3 separate regions of the Macaca mulatta genome follow, and all the other regions are linked to region 3. A link is a contact called in public Hi-C data. All regions are on one chromosome and are shown on one strand. Each heading gives the region's core, a stretch centred on a gene start, on an enhancer-like site or on the middle of the called end of the contact. The rest is flanking DNA. Distances are from core to core; before and after follow the strand shown. Region 1 holds the start of RFC5 (replication factor C subunit 5). Region 2 overlaps WSB2 (WD repeat and SOCS box containing 2). Region 3 overlaps KSR2 (kinase suppressor of ras 2).

Region 1 (2,700 bases), core at 3-2,502, 140 kb after region 3:
AAAATACAAAAAATGAGCTGTGCATGGTGGTGGGCACCTGTAGTCCCAGCTCCTTGGGAGGCTGAGGCAGGAGAATGGTGTGAACCCGGGAGGCAGAGGTTGCAGTGAGCCGAGATCGCCGCTGTACTCCAGCCTGGGCAACAGAGCGAGATTCCGTCTCAAAAAAAAAAAAAAAAAAAAAAAAGACTTCAGTATGGATGCTTTGCATGCTCATTGCTGGAAAATACAGACCAGGCCAGGCATGGTGGCTCACGCCTGTAATCCCAGCACTTTGGGAGGCTGAGACGGGTGGATCACTTGAGGTCAGGAGTTCGAAACCAGCCTGTCCAACATGGTGAAATCCCGTCTCTACTAAAAATACAAAAATTAGCCAGGCGTGGTGGCACGCACCTGTACTCCCAGCTACTCCGGAGGCTGAGGCAGAGAATCGCTTGAACCTGGGAGGCAGAGGTTGCAGTGAGTCAAGATGGTGCCACTGTACTCCAGCTTTCGTGACAAAGCGAGACTCCAAAAAAAGAAAAGAAAATACAGACCGATAAAAAAGAAGAAAATAAAAGCGATCTAGAATTCTCCTCGCTTCAGGAAAAAAACTAAAATGTTGATATCGATTCTCCTCAGTATCTCAGATCACAGAGACCCTGTCCTCTGTGTTCATGAACTAGATCCTTCCAGCGACACAGATTAACCCAACTGGAAGTTTCTGTTTGTTTTTCTCTGGAGATGTTTTCTGGAGGTTGGTTCTCCAAATTTTGTTGGGTGAGGGACACGGATTCTGGAGACAGGTAGGTTGCAGTTGTGTTTGTTTGGGGTTGTTTTCGTTTCCAAACATTCACCTCCCAGCTTTGGGGCCGAGAGGTATCGCGAGCCTTTTTTCACAAGGGCGTCTGTATTCAAGACCCAACCGTGTTACTCCGGGCTGTTTTTTTCTTAGATTCTTTTTTTTTTTTTTTTTTTTTTTAGCCCCGGCAGCTTTTGTTCCTTTGAACGTAAGGGTTTGAAGCTTGGCGATGGAGGAATTGGCTTTGGCCGTGCGATCTTAATATGTAATGATGACTGGGGCTGCAGGGGGCCCTGCCTTTCCCGCTTCCCTGCTCTGAAAGCGCCTGGGTATCTAAGAGCTCAGAGCAGGCTGGAGGGGCGGAGCTTGGAGGAAGGCCGGCGGCCCGCGCCTCCCGGTAACCTAGCAACCGGCGCCCTAGCAACGCGAGGGGGCGGGACCGAGGGAGGAAGTCGGAAACTGGTGGCTACGGCTCGCGAGAGTTGCTTTTGCGCGCGAACTCTAAGTGCCAGGGTCGAACTCAGGGCCGGGTCGCGGCTGGTCACTGGACAGGGGCTTGGGTGACGCGACGATCTCAGCTGATCTGGTCACCTTCGTCTCCCCGCCATGGAGACCTCAGCGCTCAAGCAGCAGGAGCTGCCCGCGGCGGCCAAGATCAGGAACCTGCCCTGGTAGGAAGAGGCCGAGCGGCGGCTGTGGGCAGAGGGGGCCGGGCAGCCGCGCGGGGAGGAGGTGGCTGGAGTGGGCAGGTGATCGGACCCCAACCCGACCTCTTCCCGTCTCCCCCGGGCCTGCAGCCGGGACCGAGCCGCAAAGGTTTTCTCCGACACCCCCCAGCTCCCCAGACTCGTCCGTCTGTTTAGGACTTTTGCCAGCTGTCACCCTTTGACGCCCAGCTCCATTTGCCGAAGAAGAAGTCGGCTTTCGCACCTGGTGACAGCACAGGGGTTCGATTCCGTGTCTCCTGACACCTGCAATGGCCTCCATGCCAAAGTGCCCTCTTCCCACTCTTCAAAACCTGCGATGCGACTACTGGTCACATTTTAAATTAGTAATAAGGCTCCCTGGTCAACTTTTATTGGATGGCATATTATTAGATTAGCAGACGCCCTGTTAGATGTTCGATCCTTACAAAGACCGTAAGAGGTAGGCACCGCTTCAAATTTTACACAGGAGGAAACTGCATTTTAGAAGGGTTAAATGACTTCCCTATGGTCCAAGGCTAAAAAATTGGCTTGGAGGTGAATCTAGGAAGTCTGAATTCAGAGCTTGTACTCTTAACCATCCTACTTCAACAACTGTGTTCTAGCAATGCTTTCAAGACTTTGAAGCAATTTGGCTTGGCTTCGAAAAGCTCCAAGTTGTCATTGTCTAGTAACTAGTTTAAAAAAATTTGTTTTTTTGAGACGGAGTCTCCCTCTGTTGCTGGAGTGCAGTGGCGCGATCTCAGCTCCCTGCAACCTCCGCCTCCTGGATTCAAGCAGTTCCCTACCTCAGCCTCCTGAGTAGCTGGGATTACAGAAGCCTGCCACCACGCCCGGCTAATTTTTGTATTTTTAGTAGAGACGAGGTTTCACCGTATTGTCCAGGCTGGTCTTGAACTCCAGACCTCGTGATCCACCTGCCTCGGCCTCCCAAAGTGCTGGGATTACAGGCTTGAGCCACCGTGGCCGGCCAATTTGTTTTTATTGTGGTTAAAAAAACCCAGAAGATTGACAGTTGTAACTATTTCATGTATTTACATATTTTTTTTTTAGAGACAGGGTCTTGCTCTGTCGCCCAGGCTGGAGTGCAGTGGCGTGATTACAGCTCAGTGTCACCTCAAACATTGGAGTTCAAGCCATTCTCCTGCCTCAGCCTCCAAAAAACTGGGACTTTTGGAGGCGAGCTACCAAGCCCATCCTGTAACCATTTTAAAATGT
Region 2 (2,700 bases), core at 2-2,501, 160 kb after region 3:
TACAAAGAAACACAAGATGTGGCGTTGCTTAAAAAGTCCTGTATGTGAGGAACTCTTTCATTTTCTTGGGGATTGGCAGTGCTAGGACTTGGTAAGTTGTTAGGAAACTTCGAAGGGCTTTCCGGCATAAGTGCTTCAGTGAGGACAGCACCCGAGGAGCTGTCCAGAACTGGACGTGGCCATCTCTTGTCCTGAAATGAAACAAACCGATGCTGTGTTAAGACAGAGCTTGGATGTTCATGTTTTCATGAGGATGGATACTCAAGTTTCTGTTTTGACTGGAAAGAGCGGAGTCTTCAGAGAGTGAAATGTAACCCTGACCGTGGAAATGGATGTAAAAGTTGTGGTGCTGAATAATTAAGGCTGCTGATAGGATTAGAAAAACTCAAGACACCTTTGATACCAAAGTGCTCTCTCTCCGCACAGCCCTTTCTAAATCTGACCACAGTCAGTTCTAAAGTAATAGGAGGAAGAGTGCCACCTACTGAATTATAGATGTTACCTGTAAAGTGGTCTTTTAGCCCTAAATAGTTTCCCATATATTATGCATCATCTCAATTTTATTCTCCCTTGTGAACTTGGCCCATTAGGTGGCATGACTTACAGGTCTTTAATTACATTTAGGTTAAATATTCAGAGAAAATGGTACACTGTATTAGCAAAATCGATCATTTGAGTTTTATATAATCTTGAATTGCCTTAAAGGTTTCCTCATAGGCAAGAAAATTCTAGATGGTTTCTTTCCTTAAAAAGCTCCATGGTATACTCAGCAGAAACCACCACCCATCTGTTCAGCTAACAAATACATACCCTGTGGCAATGACTCCACCATGTGGAAAAAATGTGCAGCAAAGACCATTGGTCATAGGAGCAAATGCTATGGGAGTTTTCAGTTCCAGGGCCCAGATCCTGAGGAGTCTGGATGGGGAGAGAGAACATCCACACATTAGCTGACCCAGGGCAAGACCAGGAGGGCCTTGCTGCCATTACTTGCAAGCACTTGTTCTGAGGTCACGTAAAGAGAGTTCTATTTGTTACCTGTCATCTGCCACCGTGGCAAGGTACAAGCCTTCTGGAGAGAAGCACACAGATCTCAGTGAGCTAATGTGGACATCACTGTCATCCATGGCGGGGTCAACCTGGGTGTGGCTGAGAAGGAAAGAAACAGGATGGCAGGCCTGGAGTGATGGCTGCTCTCCACCCTCCATCGTCACCCCAGGCAGGAAGCCAAACTGCCGTGGCTATAAAAGGACTCAACATGCACTTGTGTGCCCCTCGTGGAAAAGCTTGGGATTTGCACACTGGGAAAAAAAGGATATCTCAGAAGGCTCCAGGTGTCCTGTGGAGGGACTGAAGGGTTACTAACACTTCCTTGTGCTAATTGGCTTATGCAAAGTAGGTCAGCCCTCACTTTAATGCCACAGTAGAAACTGCAAGTCTTTTTTAGGCTAAGATACATGATAATTATAGGACTGCCTATTATTTGCTTCATAAAACAACAGACACAAAAGGAAAAAGGAGACCAAGTTTATGAGAACATGAAACTCATTTTGGAAAGCACAGTTTCGATAAGAGGCTCTTTCTGAACTTGTTACTACAGTTATTAGTAAATGGAAATAAAGAGTCATATTGAGGCTTCATAATGCTGATTCCAAAGAAGTACATGCAGCCGCCTGAATCGGGAGACGGGAAGACACTCAAAGCTACTTGAGAGGGCTTAACTGACAAGGCATCACTAAGAAGCAATGAACCAGTCCAGGCGCAGTGGCTCATGCCTGTAATTCCAGCAGTTTGGGAGACGAGGCGGTGGATCACCTGAGGTCAGGAGTTTGAGACCAGCCTGACCAACGTGGTGAAACCCCATCTCTACTAAAAATACAAAAATTAGCCGGGCCTGGTGGCACACGCCTGTAGTCCCAGCTACTCAGGAGGCTGAGGCAGGAGAATCGCTTGAACCTGGGATGTGGAGGCTGCAGTGATCCAAGATTGCGCCACTGCCCTCCAACCTGGGTGACAGAGCGAGACTCCATCTCAAAAGAAAAAGAGACCCACTGTGCCTTTTTATCCAGCTTTTCCCCCTCCCATGTCCCAGACTCTAAAAGAGACATGTCTAATCCCAGGCAGGTTCCTCATCAGTCCCCCTACAAAAAAGTCATAGCAGGATTCAGTCCTTACTGGAGTGACCTCAGCCTTTCGCCGGTGTAGGGGTCCCACATAATCACATTGGTATCGTAAGAAGCCGTGACAAGCAGGGCAGAGTCGGGGGAGAAGTCACAAGAGACAACACTGCTTTGATGGCCCTCTAGCTTCCGAATTAACGTGTAGGACCTCATGCTCCATAGAAAGACCTGTGGAAAGTAAGAAGTGCCTGGTTAGGGCAGAAGCGAAGTGCTTAGGACTCAAATGGAGGGAGGGAAAGGTACCACCACCAAATCTTCTGCAGGCCTTGTGGCCAGGTCAAGTTGATTCTCTATCCCTTTCCTACAGCTCTTCCAGAACCTGTCGTATAGGTTTAAATAAGGTAACTGGTCTGGATTTTTGAGGATTTAAGCCAACAGACATGCTCAAGGAGCTCACTATAAGAGAGAATAAACCAGACCAGCCTTAGGAAGCCCCCCGCTGAAACGCATGTGCAGAGACTTCGGAGTCTGCTTCTGAGTCCTGTTTGCCAACAGGGTAGTACGTGCTGATGAAGACCTG
Region 3 (2,700 bases), core at 49-2,548:
GCCCAGGTGTAGGCTAAGGTTCCCTGGGCCTGGGGTTAGAGGGATCACAGGTTGCGGAAATCCGACAGAGCTGGAGCCCGAAGGTGTAATTTTCCATCTCCACACCAGGGGGCAGCCTGGCACCTTCCACGACAGATGGAAAATTTTTCAGGCCTTGGCCCATCGGAGCGTCCGCAGCGCCTTATTACTGTACTCTGTATTAGCATGGCGGTAAATTTAGCAGCATAAACACACACACACACACACATACACACACACACACAAAATCAAAAAGTCAAGCCATGTGACAGAGCTAAAAATAATCGTGTCTGAAATCCCTAATGTGAAACGGGGAACTTTTCACTCCAAATCTAAACCCAGATCAAACCTGGAGACCTCCGGGAACGTACTGGCCGTTGGGTTTGACAGAGCCCCAGATCCTCACCCTTTAGGTGCTATTTTTTTTACATATATATAAAACAAAAGCGGAGTCCATGAAAGCTGGGAGGGAATGCAGGACACCGTGGGGGCCTTCTACGGACCGGGCCCTTGCAAGAACCATCCCTGGTGTAGACCTCGCAGCAGCGCCAAGGGAAGGGGCTTAGCTCTCAGCCCATTTTACACACGAGAAAACTGCGGCTCAGGAATGGGACAGGGCTGGCCTTATGGTCACACACATAAAGAGGCAGGCTCCAGAGCCCTCTGTGTCCCTCAGGACTGCCCATCAGCACCCCATAATCGCTACCTTCTCCCTAAAGGTACAGATGAGCAGCAAAGAGTTCCAGCCTTTGAACTTGCTTGTCCCACCGTCCGGAGCTCTTCTGTCAGCTTTAGGCATAAACGACCCTTTCCGTTTCTTCAGGTGTCACCTCTGCCCGAGCCCCCCTCAATGCCACCGTCACGCCGCCCTGCTTTCTTTCCTTGGTGGCACTTCGCTATCTCACAAATCATCCTGTTTATTGGTTTCCATGGTTACGCACCCCCCCCCACCACCACCACCACCACACACCCATCATGTCAGCTCAAGAGAGCACGGGCTTTGCCTGTCTTTTCCCCAGCGTTCAGATCTGTGCCTGGCATACAGTCGGTGCTCAATACATTTTCCTTGGTCTTTCAATAAACCAACATCCTTGGTGGTTAAACACCAGGCCACTAAAAATGAATCCCAAGTCCTTTTCAAGCGGGCACAGAGCACCTGCAGGACCGGGTCCCTGGTTGTGTTATTAAGGTTCTCGGGTGATCAGACCCCATGCGGGTAATGAAATCGCGGCAGCCACAGCCGGCAGCCCCGACGCCTTCCCGCCGTTGCCAGGGCGACCATTGTCATAACATCCCTGGCGCTTAGCGGCCCAGCTGACGAGGGAGAGAATTATTTGACTGGAGAACGTCTCAAGTAACCGGCCAATTTGCATCCACAGGAAAATCCCCTGCTGAGGGAGGGCTGGAGGCCTGGGAGAGGCGCCCTTCCTTCTCTCCCCAGCTCTGGATCCCAGTGAGAACCAGATCCCTAGGCCAGGCAGAGGAACCCAACAGTCTGGGGCAGTCCCCTGTGAATGCTGGAACACAGGCAGCTGCCTCTGCAGGAAGGAAGAGCCCCCTGTCCGCTGCCTCACTATTGCTGATGGTTTTTCCTTTTCTCTATGTTATTACTGCTAGTGAATATTACAAACAATAGAAAAAAAGGGTTAATATATTTAATGAGCACTTACTAGACAGCAGGTCCAGTAGTAATAACTTCCTTACACGATACTTATAATTTTAACATTTACACAATAATACATTATGTCAATATTTATACTCTACATGTATATTGTCTGATGTCATCATAGGTGTAGGCATACATCCCCCACACATGATAATTCATATGTAATACATAATATAATTTGAAATATAACAATATTTATATTATGCAACATATACAGGTTGAGTATCCCTTATCCGAAACACTTGGGAGCAGACATGTTTCAGATTTTAGATTTTTTTCAGGTTTTGAAATCTTTGCATTATACATCATGAGATATCTTGGGGATGGTACCCAAATTTAAACACAAAATTCAATTATGTTTCATATATACCTTATACACATAGCCTGGAAGTAATTTTGTACAATATTTTTAATGTGTTGCATTACAGAGTTAGTGTTAAGATTTATGTGTGGAATTTTCCACTTGTGATGTCATGCCAGTGCTCAAAAGTTTCCGATTATTGGGAGGCCAAGACAGGTGGATCACTTGAGGTCAGGAGTTCAAGACCAGCCTGGTCAACATGGTGAAACCCCGTCTCTACTAAAAATACAAAAATTAGCGGAGCATGGTGGTGGGTGCCTGTAATCCCAGCTACTTGGGACACTGAGGCAGGAGAATGGCTTGAGCTCGGGAGGGGGAGGTTGGAGTGAGCCAAGATCATACCACTGTACTCCAGCCTGGGCGACAGAGCAAGACTCCATCTCAAAAAAAAGTTTCCAATTACAGAACATTTTAGATTTTAAATTTTGGATTAGGGATGCTCAACCTGTATTATATATTTATAATAATAAAACTGACATTTGTTGATTGTTTTTATATGCTAGCCCTGTGCCTACTGCTTTGTGTTAATAATGCTGTTACTGATGAATTATTATACAATATATTCATAATCACAAACATAGCTAAGTCTTATTGAGCACTTACTATGTGCTAAGTGCTTTATGAATATTATCTGTCATACGCACCCTAAGGGCTA

What was found. Hi-C and Micro-C count contacts between places; a contact is called where the count stands out from the background.
Region 1: a contact with region 3 is called in a Hi-C map of fetal cortex germinal zone, with 5 times the contacts expected there. The contact joins the promoter of RFC5 here to the enhancer-like site in region 3. A contact is called at or near these places in 2 of 14 Hi-C or Micro-C datasets (fetal cortex germinal zone and fetal cortical plate).
Region 2: a contact with region 3 is called in a Hi-C map of fetal cortex germinal zone, with 6 times the contacts expected there. The contact joins two enhancer-like sites. A contact is called at or near these places in 2 of 14 Hi-C or Micro-C datasets (fetal cortex germinal zone and liver).

Annotation. Positions count from the first base shown.
Region 1 is chr11:125,285,100-125,287,799 of T2T-MMU8v2.0, forward strand. RFC5 (replication factor C subunit 5) reads left to right here and starts at 1,253. Exons shown (of 12, transcript NM_001261662.1): 1 at 1,253-1,449. The coding sequence starts at 1,385.
Region 2 is chr11:125,304,785-125,307,484 of T2T-MMU8v2.0, forward strand. It overlaps WSB2 (WD repeat and SOCS box containing 2), which reads right to left. Exons shown (of 9, transcript XM_077955358.1): 6 at 2,176-2,348; 7 at 1,039-1,149; 8 at 811-918; 9 at 1-191. The coding sequence ends at 29. Among named protein-coding and RNA genes, the nearest start is that of RFC5, 20 kb to the left of the region's middle. Within about 2 kb of position 1,252, at least 14 of the 40 cell types and tissues checked have an H3K27ac peak or open chromatin away from gene starts, as enhancers often do. A contact at or near this core is called in fetal cortex germinal zone, where this site is marked.
Region 3 is chr11:125,143,938-125,146,637 of T2T-MMU8v2.0, forward strand. The region is part of intron 1 of KSR2 (kinase suppressor of ras 2); the gene reads right to left. Among named protein-coding and RNA genes, the nearest start is that of KSR2, 93 kb to the right of the region's middle. Within about 2 kb of position 1,299, at least 13 of the 40 cell types and tissues checked have an H3K27ac peak or open chromatin away from gene starts, as enhancers often do. A contact at or near this core is called in fetal cortex germinal zone and fetal cortical plate, where this site is marked.